Linked DNA regions of Gossypium raimondii: region 2 is linked to region 1. Evidence: chromatin contacts called from public Hi-C data. All regions are on one chromosome and are shown on one strand. Each heading gives the region's core, a stretch centred on a gene start, on an enhancer-like site or on the middle of the called end of the contact. The rest is flanking DNA. Distances are from core to core; before and after follow the strand shown. Region 1 holds the start of LOC105794303 (phytosulfokine receptor 1). Region 2 holds the start of LOC105794305 (hypothetical protein).

The links. A called contact is a pair of places that touch in the nucleus more often than the background predicts.
Region 2: a contact with region 1 is called in a Hi-C map of leaf, with 2.2 times the contacts expected there. The contact joins the promoter of LOC105794305 here to the promoter of LOC105794303 in region 1. A contact is called at or near these places in 2 of 2 Hi-C or Micro-C datasets (both in leaf).

Annotation. Positions count from the first base shown.
Region 1 is chr3:41,581,380-41,588,409 of ASM2569854v1, reverse strand. LOC105794303 (phytosulfokine receptor 1) reads left to right here and starts at 2,433. Exons shown (of 1, transcript XM_012623416.2): 1 at 2,433-6,106. The coding sequence starts at 2,778. The coding sequence ends at 5,816.
Region 2 is chr3:41,726,077-41,733,106 of ASM2569854v1, reverse strand. LOC105794305 (hypothetical protein) reads right to left here and starts at 2,442. Exons shown (of 6, transcript XM_012623418.2): 1 at 1,189-2,442; 2 at 90-145. The coding sequence starts at 2,241.

The sequences.
Region 1 (7,030 bases), core at 1,184-3,683:
ATCGATATTATATGGCTTTCTCTGTTTATACTGCTTGCACAAGTCAAAAGCTCCCTTTCCCCTTCTCTTCTACAGTTCAATTTTCTTTCATGAAACATCTTTGGACATTACGAATCTAAGAACCAAAATTCAAATAGTTTTTTCTCCGATTTATAACACTGACCATCAAACTGACTTGAATCTAAGGTATGTTCTTTTACTCATCGATGGGTATTGATTCATCGTACCAATCATCGAATCATTGCTTGGAGTTTGTTGGTGAAACTTAAAAAAAAAAAAACTTAACAGTTCAGTGACTTAAATAAAAACTTTTGAATAGTTTAATGACTTAAATGAAAACTTTTAAATAATTTAAAGACTAAAATGTAACTTTTTTAATTAAGTAGCTAAAACAAAAATTTATCCATAACTTAATGACTAATGATATAATTTTCTCTCTATTTAAATATGAATATCTGAAAACTAAAGTAAAACATTTTCAAGCGAAAGATATGATAACAAGTTTTCATGTTTTAATTTAATTGATTCGATTTTAAAATTCCTAGAAATAAGAGTATAGGTACTTAAGCTTGGAGTTAATAATTTGGAACTATATTTGTAGGGCATATATAGGATAAACTTATGAGCCTTGTCCACTAGGGGTGTTCAAATGGTTGGCTAGATTATTAACCAAATCGAATCACTATTAATTAAATTATTCAAATGTAAAATTTTTAACCATTAATTGAACCAAAATTTTTTCAAATTCATTAATTTAACTGATATATTTCGGTTAATCGAATTATCGAAATTGATATATTTTTGTCTTTTGATTAAAATAAGTATAAAACATATAAAAAATACATTGCTAATGTTCATTTCTTTTAATAGTTCAAAAAATATATTATATATAATATATTGTTTATTTTGGTTATTTTGATTAATTCAGTTAATTATATTATTTCAAAACAAATTAATTTTATAACCAAAATTTTAAAAATCATCAATCGATCTCCAACTAAATTAAATTTAATCATCACCTAATTAATTGAATTAAATCAAATCCATCCATTAATTCAATTTTAACCAAACTACATCCAGTTCAACTGCACATAGACGCCACAATTAAACATTTAACTCACACCTGCGCCTTGGACCTTTTGCCAAATCAAACTCCACTATCAATTTCTAAAAGGAAGCCGCAGGCAGGCTCCAACAATCAAAATGAAACTCCAAAATAAACAAAGCTTTTATTTTTAATGGAACTTCTTAGTTAATGAAAATTTGATTTTGATTTTAATTTTAAAATTTTGATTTTGATTTTTTTGTTTTATTTATGTATTTTTAAATATTTTAAATTTTAATTTTGAAATTTTATGTATTTTTAATTAAAATTTTATGATTTTCTAAAATTAAGATTGAATTGATATAATGTATAAACATTGTGGGTTAATTTTATTAAATTTTTAGAATTAGGAACAAATTGATAGAAAATATTAAAAGCTAACTTTGTTATTACGTCTAGCCACATTAGCATTCCATGTGTTGGCCAAAGATATTTTAACGGTAGAGAGATTAAAATTACAATTGATCTAACTAAAGTGACTAAATTAACAACAAAAAATTGTGACCAAAACAAGAATGCATTAAAAGGAGATTATCTAAATAGTCTAATCTTTAATTTTTATATAAATTTTAATAATTATATTTTTAGGCTAACTATACAATTGTTCCCAAATTATATCACATTTCTCATTTAGGTACCTAAAATTTTATTGGAGGTAAAATGGTACTTAAATATAAGTTCTATCTTATTTTACCGTAAAAGTGTACAACATCTTATAAAAGTATATTATGTGTTACATTTTATTGAATGATATTATGTTTTAGAGTAAAATAAGATGAAGTTGATAGTTTAAATGCAATTTATGAGGAAAAGACCTACAATTGATATAGCTTAACAATTTTGCATTTAAGCATATTTTTACATGGAAATTTTCTCATCCTATATATAGTTTTCTTGGGAGGCATTTAGGCTATTTCCTAATAAATGTCATTAGTGATTACCAAACTTTGCTGCCCTTTAATTAGGCTGCTTTAGGTTTAATTTTGTTCTTATCCTAATTTGTAAGAGTATAAGTGAATTTTTTCAATAAATTTTTTATATTGTACAATTAAAATATTAATATTCACACATATAACAGGGATATATCCACATTAAACATCAAAGAGAATTCAGTAAATAAAAGTTTTTCATTTATTTCCCTTCAGTTTTTTTTAATTTTGAATAATAAAAATATAGCTGATTAATTTAGAAATTCACAAAGTCAGACTAGATTGTAATAAAAAAATAAGTAGTCAAAAGTTAAGAAAAGATTTTTTTTCTTTATAAAATCCAAAGGACATCTGTGAGCTGACCGGCCATCGCCAGTGATACCAACAGTTTACCGGTTAACCCATCGGATAGTTGTGTGCTTTCCATATGCCAACGGCTTTAATGGCGCAAAGCAACCTCTAAAGTCTAAATAAATAAAAAAATCCCCCAATATGAGAATAGAGAAGCAAAACAAAAGGCAATCTCAATTTCACTCATTTGACAATTGAAATCCGTGGTATGGCCAAATCCGTGTTGAAGTCAAAGCCACCATTTTGCTCTTCCTTTCCCTTTTCCTTCATCTCATCTCTTCTGTTTTGAGCTTTCACCCTCTCTCAACCCACATCGGAAAAATTCTTCTTTGGTAAAAGGGGTTTGCTTGTTTCTCGTCCTCAGCATACAAAGCTGCTCTCTTGTTGTTGATATGGGGGCTCAAGGCTGCTGGGCTATGGTTATTATTCTTGGGTTGTTGTTGCAACCTCAGTTTCTCAGCTCTCAAAACCTGACATGCAATCAAAAGGACTGGACTGCTCTCCGGTATTTCATGGACAATTTGACAAAAACACTTGAAGGTTGGACGACAAATTCCTCTGCTGATTGTTGTGAGTGGGAAGGCATAACCTGTGATCCTCCGTCTGCTGGTAGAGTAATCAAGTTGGTACTGCCCAATAAAAGGTTATCAGGCAAATTATCTGATTCTTTGTCTGGTTTGGATCAGCTTAAAACTCTCAATCTTTCCCACAATTTCCTTAAAGATTCATTGCCACTTTCTTTGTTTCATATGCCGAATTTAGAGCAACTTGACTTGAGCTATAATGACTTCTCTGGACTAATCCCTGAAAGCATCAATCTGCCTTCAATTCGAAGTCTTAACGTCTCTGCCAATTCCTTGAAGGGTTCCCTTCCTTCCCATATATGTGTTAACTCCTCCGGAATTGGGTTCCTTAGTTTGGCAGTGAACTATTTCTCTGGTAATATTTCACCAGGGCTTGGAAAATGTTCTTCCTTGGAGGAACTGTATCTTGGCACAAATCAACTCACTGGTGTGGTGACTGAAGACATCTTTCAGCTTCAAAATTTGAGACGTCTGGGGCTTCAAGATAACAACTTGGGTGGGAAACTTAGTCCTGGTATTGCTAATCTCTCTAATCTTGTTCGTTTAGATATTTCTTCAAATAATTTTTCTGGAGAGATCCCGGATGTGTTTAGTGAGCTAAAGAGATTTCAGTATCTTATAGCAAATTCAAATAACTTTAGTGGTGGAATTCCCAGTTCACTGTCCAATTCTCCAACCGTTAGTTTGCTGAATTTGAGGAATAATTCATTGGAGGGTTCTATATATCTTAATTGCTCTGCTATGGTTACTTTGAATTCTCTGGATTTGGCTACCAATAAGTTCACTGGGCCTGTGCCTGATAATCTTCCCTTATGCAGACAATTGCAAGATGTCAACCTTGCCCGCAATAATTTCAGTGGCCAAATCCCTGAGAGCTTCAAACAATTCCATAGCCTCTCTTATCTTTCCCTCTCGAATTCGAGCCTCCATAATCTTTCCTCTGCTCTTCAAATTCTGCAGCAGTGTAGGAACCTAACTGCTTTGGTTCTCACCTTGAATTTCCCTGTTGAAACATTACCTGATGATCCTAATCTGCACTTTGAAAAGTTGAAGGTTCTTGTTATTGCAAGCTGTCAACTTAGAGGTTCAATTCCCCAATGGTTGAGCAAGATTTCTTCATTGCAGTTGTTGGATTTGTCATGGAACCATCTGAATGGAGCACTTCCACCATGGTTGGGAAGCTATAGGGATCTGTTTTACTTGGACTTATCGAACAATTCGTTTACTGGAGAGATCCCTAAGAGTTTAACTGAATTACCGAGCCTCATTCATGGAAATATCTCACTGGAGGAACCTTCACCAGATTTCCCTTTTTTCATGAAAAGGAATGAAAGTGCGAGGGGATTGCAGTATAATCAAATTTGGAGTTTTCCACCAACACTTGAACTTGGTCACAACTTTCTTAGTGGACCAGTTTGGCCTGAGTTCGGGAATCTGAAAAAGCTTATTGTTTTTGATTTGAAATTCAATAATCTCTCTGGACCGATTCCGGAAAATTTGTCTGAGATGAGCAGCTTGGAGATTCTGGATCTATCACATAATGACTTAACTGGGACCATACCACCTTCACTGGAAAGTCTCAGTTTTCTGTCTATCTTTAATGTTGCCTACAATCGACTTTATGGGAAGATTCCTTCTGGAGGTCAATTTCAGACATTCCCGAATTCAAGCTTTGAAGGAAACAATCTTTGTGGTGATCATCGGTTCAGTTGTCAAGATAATACAAGTGAACATGTGTCTCCAAAAAGATCAAGAAAGAACAAAGATATCATCATTGGAATGGTTGTTGGAATCATATTTGGGACAGCCCTTTTGATTGGCCTTATGTATTTGTTTGTTCTGCGTACACATAAACGCAACGAGGTCGATCCCGAGAAAGAGGAGCCTGACACCAATGATAAAAATTTAGAAGAACTCAGTTCAAGGCTAGTGGTGCTCTTCCAAAATTGGGAATCCTACAAGGAGCTTTGCATTGATGACCTTTTGGAATCAACCAACAATTTTGACCAAGCAAATATCATCGGTTGTGGTGGTTTTGGTCTGGTTTATAGAGGCACTCTCCCAGATGGTCGTAAGGTTGCCATTAAACGGCTTTCTGGTGATTGTGGCCAGATGGATAGAGAATTCCGTGCTGAAGTTGAAGCACTTTCAAGAGCTCAGCATCCAAATCTTGTCCATCTACAAGGATATTGCATGCATAAAAATGACAGGCTCTTAATATATTCTTACATGGAGAATGGTAGCTTGGACTATTGGTTGCATGAGAAGGTTGATGGACCATCCTTGCTCAGTTGGGAAACAAGGCTGAAAATCGCACAAGGGGCAGCTAGGGGTCTAGCTTATTTGCACCAGTCATGTGAACCTCATATTCTTCACAGAGATATAAAGTCAAGTAACATTCTTTTAGATGAGAATTTTAAAGCTCACTTGGCCGATTTTGGTCTCGCAAGGCTCATACTTCCCTATGATACCCATGTAACCACTGATCTGGTAGGGACATTAGGCTACATTCCTCCTGAGTACGGACAAGCTTCAGTTGCAACCTATAAAGGTGATGTGTACAGTTTCGGGGTAGTGCTTTTGGAGCTTCTGACCGGGAAAAGGCCCATGGATATGTGCAAGCCAAAAGGTACCCGGGATTTGATCTCTTGGGTGATTCGCATGAAGATGGAAAACAAGGAGAGTGAGGTTTTTGACCCGTTTATCTATGGCAAGCAGCATGATAAGGAAATGTTGCGGATTCTTGAAATCGCTTGCCTTTGTTTAAACGAAAGCCCTAAAATTAGGCCTACAACGCAGCAGCTAGTTTATTGGCTTGACAAAGTGACATCGTTATCTAGTGTTTGAACGCAACTACATGAAACTCCGGTTGTACAGCTAGAAGCAGCAGCAGAAAATTGGTAGTTTTTCATAGTAATGTCATCCTGTTGTAAATATTACTCCAGATATGTGGTGTATCGGATTCTGCTGCTCTCCAACATGGAGAACTCTTACAGAAAGCAACAAGCATTTTTATGATTCACTTTGTAAGTTTTCACAATCGAACAACAAAATGTTTGTTTCCAAACGTGTAAAATACATATAATTCTTTTGTATGTAATGGTGATACGAAATGTGAAGATTTTTTTTCCATTGAATGTTATGCCTTCTTTTGCTGTTTTGCATGGTCCTATGCTTTCCTACTTGGTGTATTTGTCGTAATGGTTTGTTGGTAAGGAAAACTTGGTTGTTGGGTTAAGTTAGAATATAAGGTTGAAATGACGTGGGGCTGCATCCAGTACAATCAACCATTTGACATTAATAAGCAGCAATTACTTGGTCAAAAGTTGGGAAATACTTGAATTAAAGAAATTTTTGGGTCCACTGTAGGCTTGTGAAGACAAATTTTGGTAAAATGTTTATAGCTGACTAAGGGCCAACTTGTTCTTATTTTTATGTCATTTTCAGGTTTGACTATGTGGCCAAACCTAATTAAAATTCCCTTCTATAAAACTTTTAAGGCATAATAATTTTTTTGCCCTCCAACTTTACAAAAGAGGTCATTTTAACTCTACATTTAACTTTTCTTTTTTGCCTCTTTTAGCCTTTAAACTTGTATTTTTTTTATCAAATCAACCTAAAATGGGTGAAAAAGTTAGGGTTTGTTAACTTTGCTAGTGTGGCATATATGTGGATTGCCATACAGATGCCATGTTAGTATTTAATTAATTTTTTAAAATTTAAAAATTATTAAAAATATATTTTATACTTTTAAATAATTTTAATGTTTTTAATTTTTTAAATAATTTATATATTTTTAATTTTAAAGTTTTAAAAGATTAATTAAATACTAACGTGGCATTCACGAGTATGCCACGTCAAGAAAGTTAAAAATATTAATTTTCATCCATTTTAGGAAGATTTAACAAAAAATGTAAGTTTAAAGGCTGAAAAAAGGGTGAAAAATTAAATGGAGGGTTAAAATATTTTTTTTATAAATTTAGGAGTCAAATAAATTATTATGACAATTTTAAAATATTAAATGAATAAATTCCAAAGCGAAAAAATATAATTACATTAAA
Region 2 (7,030 bases), core at 1,193-3,692, 140 kb before region 1:
ACCAACAATGGTATCATATACAAAAGCACAAGTATGATTAGGGGTCGACTAGAATAAATTGGAAACAGTGCGGGAGAGAATGTTTGTACCCGAAAACATGTTTGATAAAATGCTTCTGGGCCAGCTGCCTTCCAGTTTCAATTCCCTATAAAACACGTAAGAGTAATTTAATTATTTACTGTTGGTGCAATTTCAACAGTAAAGATGTTAATGTCAGTTAACAAGAAAACATTTTACATGTCGGATTTTTTAATCAACTTTTGAGAATTCACTTTCTTTGTTTCGTAAACTTTATTTTATTCATCATGGTATGGTATGACTCTATTCATGGTAGCAATAAAATAATGTACCCTTCAAGTCAAAACAACCTTTTTTCCATCATCATAATTACCATATTTTTAATGAATATAATCCCGTTTATTGTCTTCTTCAAATTCTTGAAAGAAACAAATGTTTTCGAGAAAAGTATTTGGTACAGGATAACACATGTTTTTTTTCTTTTAAAAGGTTAATTATAAAATAAAAAAGTGACGACTTATAGAATTAAAATGTTTCATTAATAATAAGATTATATGTATGTAATCATTAAGAAAATACATTCCATAAAATTTGTAATCATACAAATAGTCCCAAAACAAAACTCGCGTGACATATATAATAGCCCAATTATGAGAGAATTGGTATATACAATATAAGCCTATAAGTACAACTTAGGGTTTGCAGCTAATCTACCATAATTAGTGCTTAATAGGTTGGGTTAATCAATAAATATCATCCCTGAATGATGGTGGGTTAGTGCTGTCATCCCTTGCTTCGTGCAATCCATCATTAGTGTCGTGTAACGTGTTGGTTTTTTCCCCTAGTTTTTATTCATCATATATATTTTTTTAAAATCGAATTGTTAATGGTCAAGAAAATGCTAATAATTATTATAGGTCGCTATATTTCATCACTGTGAATGGAAGGGTGTTTTTTTTTTTTTTTAATATTTTTCATCTTTCACATCTATTTTTAGAAATATCACCATTTCCTTATTTATTTTCCTTTTCTTCCATTTATTTCACGATTTTTAGGATAAGTTACTTATTTTCATTATTTATTACCAAGTATAGCGATTTTATTAAATTAATTCCTAGTATTATTATTAATAAGCAACCAAAATTGAAAAAAGAAAAATAAATGAAATACCTTTTTCCTGCCGCAGTCAAGGTGGTGAATGATGACTTCCAACATATCATCACCGGCGAAGCAATTCTTGACGATCTTCATCTTAATCAGACGGTCCTGAATCGGCAAACTCTGTCTCAGAAGCTTCACAATCCCCAGCAACTCATCTTTTTCTTCTTCTTCTTCTTCATCTTCATCATCATCGAATCCATACACCGGTACTTTAGGAGCTCCGTCAGGGCATTTCTGGCTCAACAATTCCCTCATTCTCTTATCCAACTCCCCACTATTTCTCAACGAATTCAACGTCACTAACCCACCCAATAACTTCTCGTTGAAAAATATCTGAGGTACTTCCGATTTCCCCGTTCTTTCCACCAACTCCTTGGCTCTTTTGGGGAACACGTCGATGTTTATTTCCACGTACGGTAGCCGTTTTTCTCTGAAGCATTTCCGAACGGCGGTGCAGTCACGACAATTCGACCGCGAAAAAAACGTTATTCGACCTTTTAAATCAAACCTTTCGTCTTCGCTTTTCAGCTTCACTATGACTTTGACACCCGGGATTTTGATCTCCGTCACCTCCAAGTTTAACGAATCGTTTTTCACGACGAAATCCTGGCCGTCCTCTGTTAGCGACGATAAGCGTTTTATGATTGCCGCTGAGAGAGTGGTGCTTCGATCTTTTATGTACTTCCCTATGCTAGGCATGCTTTCGGCCGGGGATACGGATTGAGAGCGTTCCAATTCGGGCTGTGGCTGTGGCGGTGGCTGGGGTTTCGGGAAATGAGCTTGAGCCTTGATGGCTGGCATGTAGTTATTATAGCAATTAGTACCGTTGCTTTGAATTTGATGATTAACCTCCTTAGCGTTGGACTCTCCGATTTTATTCACTTCAACAGAATTCAAACTACAATCTTCCTTCTTTTCACTAATGATTTTCTTCATTTCCACATCAGAGAATCCAGCTCCGAGTTGATCATCCAGCTTGACGACGGTTCCGTTAACGTCGCCATTGGAAATATTAATTTTCTTATCATCGACGACGACGTCTTTGGGTGGCTCGGGGTTCATTTCTTTTTTATTAATTATTTCAGAAAGGGAGAAAAAGGAAACTAAAAGAAACAAGAATAAAGAATAAAGAAAAAGAGGTAACGAGAAAACGAAAACCAGAGCGATGAAAACGGAGTGATTGAATGGAGAGGAAATATAGAGAGAAATGAAAATCAAAATGGAAGGATATAAAACAGGAGCGGGGTGGGCTCTCAGGAAGAGGTCAAAAGACGTGAAGACAGAGCCTTCCTTTTTTATTTGATTCATAAATATTTGATTGATGAATATTACTTACCAAAAAAGAAAACAAAAAATAAGGTTAATTCCGACAAACATCCTCCACTTATTTTCTAAGTTTTAAATTCATCCATAATTAATTCATTAAAGCATCGATGGTACCTTTTTGCCAACTAGTTGCGAATTTAAGCTTTAAATATTAAGACCTGGATCAAATTATAAATATGTGTATCCCTATTCTATGACATATTAAAAATAATAAAAATGTCAATTGAATGATTATTTTCATTAACATATTAGATCTAAACTAACTCATGTGATACGTATACATATATTTATAATATGATTCATGCATTTTAAACGTATTCCATGTGAAATTAATGAACAAACTTAATTAATATAATTGTCGATACTTTAAAGACTATTTTAAAATTTAGTAATGAATTAAAATATAATCCATAGTTTGAGGATGTGAAGTTAAACCAAGCAATAAGAAGAATAGTGGGATTTGGCATGAGATTGAGTTGACACTTTGATATTGAGTGGCTAAACTTGGGTCCCAAATTAAGCGTAGTTTAAGGGGGAAAGATATTAGTTTGGGCTTAGTCAAAGGGGGCTTACAAAAGAAGTCAATTTGCTTTAGATATGGTTTCGGCTTTTGGAGAATAACCGAATTGCCATTGGGGGCATTGTTCATCAAGCTTCCCTCCAAGTGGCATTTGCTTGAATCGGACCAAATTGAAGCCGTCCAACACGTATTACAATTTTTTTTTTAAACAAACTATATATATTTTTAATTATTAAAAAAAACTTCTTACTCCACTAATCTTACAGGATAATTCGATATCAATTCGATTGGAAAATATTTAATATATTCTTTTCTTAAATATTTATTATTATCTTTTATCTTTCTTTATTTTTATATAGTTTTTAAATAAAAATTAAAATTGGTCTGTCTAAGTATTAAATCATGTTTAATAAATTTATAAACGAATTTTTTACCACTACAATCAATGATAAATAAATTAAATTTTAAATTAATTAATTTTTAACGTAAAATATTTTCTCCTACTAAATTTATGTATTTATACTATTATTTAAGTCCTCGCTAAATTAGTGTCACCTCAACCTAGTCATCAACTTAGTCAAAAATTACAAAAATACCCTTACGTAGTTAAAATAAGTTATACTAAAAATCCTATTACATGCGTATGTACATGGAAACCACAGATTTAGAATAAATATGGTTTGAAACTAATTAATCATAATAACACATGAAATATATACATATTTGAATGTATAAGTTTTTATCGTATCTGCTCTTTTTGATACAATGCCTAGAACTACCCATAGTCCTTCCTCAATCCTTAAATAGGAGAATAATGCGCTTTAGCATACTTGAACCTACGTCCTCCTAGACTGGCAACAATGCTGATGTCAATTAAGCTAAGACTCAATCGGCTATTGTGATTAATTAGTTCAAACCATATATTTCTTTATTTGTTGTATGTTATTTTTAAACACAAATTTGCATTCTAAATACATAGTTTCTCCACGCATATGTGTAATAGAATTTCTAGTATATTATAATTTTATTCTGAACTGATATAAACACTATGATAAAAATAGTTTACCCAATTACAAATAATTTATTTAAATAATTATAATAAAAATTAATTGTTATAATATATAATTTAATTGAAAAAAATAATTTTGAATTTAGACTAAAATAATTGGGGATCGACCCGATTAAGCAACGAACAAGTAAAAATTAGAAATTGAGCATACAAATTTAACGTGGAAAAACCCCTCCAAAGAGAATAAAAAACCACGGACAAAGATAATTTTACTATAATGGCAAAAGAATGAAGAGTATAAAGATGGAGATAAAAACTAAACCCCGAAACCCAAAAAATAAAGAACCCTCAAAACGTAAACACAAAATTCTCCAAAAGTGTTATGAGTTCTAATCTTTAATGGATGTATTTTCTAAGGTTGTAAAAGAGTCTATTTATAGGCTAAACTCATAGGTCGAATAATATAAAATAATCTAGACTAATCAGAGTTTGATTGAAACAAATAACAGAGTTTAACTAGAAGATTATTTCTCAAATTTAACTAAAATAGGAGTCATACTCAACAAATCTCCACCTTGACTCATATTTCCACAACGCCGTCTTTGTTAAAGCCCGTCACAGGCCTATCTTGAACTATGTAAAGAATTAACTGAGTCGAATTTTGGCTTAGGAACTGGAAGGCTTCTAGCCTTCGACTTGTACATTGCCAAATCAAAACTAACCTGAGTCTGATTTTCATGAACACAGTGCCCTAACTTTTCAAAACCTGCCTCCGAAAGAGAACCTCTCTTCAACGAAACAACCATACATTTTTCCTTCCTATGACCAAGTTGCCTTCGCTCCAAACGAGTTGACTTCGACTCCATAACGGACGAGGGACATCCGATTTCATCGGTCATTGTAGAACCTTCCAAAACTTAAAGACTGCTGATTCTTTTACCTTTTAACAAAATGAGAGTCCCACGAGACACCTTAATGCGACTCGACTCGATGTTGATCCTATAATCTTTTAAGTCTAAAATACTCAAGGAAATGAGATTCTTACAATATCGATACTGTTTGTCTCGCTTCTTTGATACTACCAAAACGGAAGCTTGCCTATTTGTCTTGTTATTCGAACCAAAATTATTGTCGAGTTTGTCTTTACTCAACAAATGACCCTTCACATCCTCGAACAAGAGTTTGTCTCTACCATAAATTAGGATCCCCCTGAAAGACTTGTATGAAGGGGGTAAAAAACACAATAATAGCATAGCCTGATAATCTGAACCTCAATGTTATTTAAATCATTTAAAAGGGTAATGAATTGACTGATGTGATCTCTAAGAAACTCACATTTGTTCATGCGAAACGTAAATAAACATTGTTTCAATACTAAACGGTTAGCTAGAGACTTAGTCGTATAAAGAGTTTCTAACTTTTTCCACAAGGTAGATGATGTCTTCTCCATCAATATTTCTTGCAATACCCTATTCGCGAGGCACAACTGGATTGCAGACACGGCCTTTTCATCAAACTCTTCCCATTCTGACTGATTTAGATTCTTGGGCTTTTTCCCAGTAAAGACATTTTTCAGGCCGGTTTGAACTAAAATTTCCATCATCTGAACTTGCCACAGATTGAAATTTGTGACACCATCGAACTTCTCAATGTCAAACATTATTGTTTCCATCTCTGAATGGGTTGATCTACGAAAGTTGAACTAGCTCTGATACCAATTGTTGGGGATCGACCCGATTAAGCAACAAACAAGTAAAAATAGCGGAAGAAATTGAGAAACTGAACACACAAATTTAACATAGAAAAACCCCTCCAAACAGGATAAAAAACCACAGACAAAAATAATTATACTATAATGGTAAAAGAATGAAGAGTATAAAGATGGAAATAAAAACTAAATCCCGAAACCCAAAAAATAAAGAACCCTCAAAATGTAAATACAAAATTCTCCAAAAGTGTTATGAGTTCTAATCTCAAATGGATGTATTTTCTAAGGTTATAAAAGAGCCTATTTATAGGCTAAATTCATAGGTCAAATAATAATAAAATAATCTAGACTAATCGAGTTTGATTGAAACAAATAAATAGAGTTTAATTGAAAGATTATTTCTCAAATTTAAATAAAATTGAGTCACACTCAATAATAATTTATTATAGGATCCAAACCAACCAACCAACCAACCAACCTCAAAGTAAAATCAAGAAAAAAAACTCACATAATTTACATAAAATGGAATCCAAACTTATAATATTAAAATAAACTAGTAGTTTGTTTGATAAACCATTGATTTTTTATTTAATTGAAAATGAAAATTTTTAACAATTAATATTTTAAATGTGTTTGATAATAATTTTAATTTTTACTTAATATAAAATTTTCAACAAAAAGTGTTGAATAAGATAAGTAGGTAGGAGCTACTTATCAATTAATGTAAAATATATTAAGTTTATTTTATTTCATTAAAATTGAATTAAATTGTCCTTTTATAAAAAATTAAATATTAAAATTAGTATATTTACCTTTCATCCAAAACTATCCACAATCATACGAATATTATATTAAAAAGATTAAAATTAAAAATAAAAATTATTTTAAAATCAATATTTACTTTTATCAAACAAAATAATTATAATCAATACTTATATTTACTAATTTATCAAACAATTTTCTAATATAAATTCAACACTTATAAAATTTAGCAATAAAAATCCAATACTTAATTTTTCAATATTTAAATTTTTAATTTATCAAACACACCATTGTTGAGTATTTTTCTCTCTCTTTTAGATGGTGAGGCTTCCTTATTTATATGATATAGGTATTGTTCACTGATATGACATACTAAGTAGGTTCCATGCAATTCAGCACGTATCCTGCTCTAGACTTAACACGTATTTATGTGGTCCAATGCGCGATCCCACATGTGAGGCTTCCCTATTTATATGATATAGGTATTGTTCTCTGTCTCACTTGTTGCAAGCTCTATCCTTGTTGC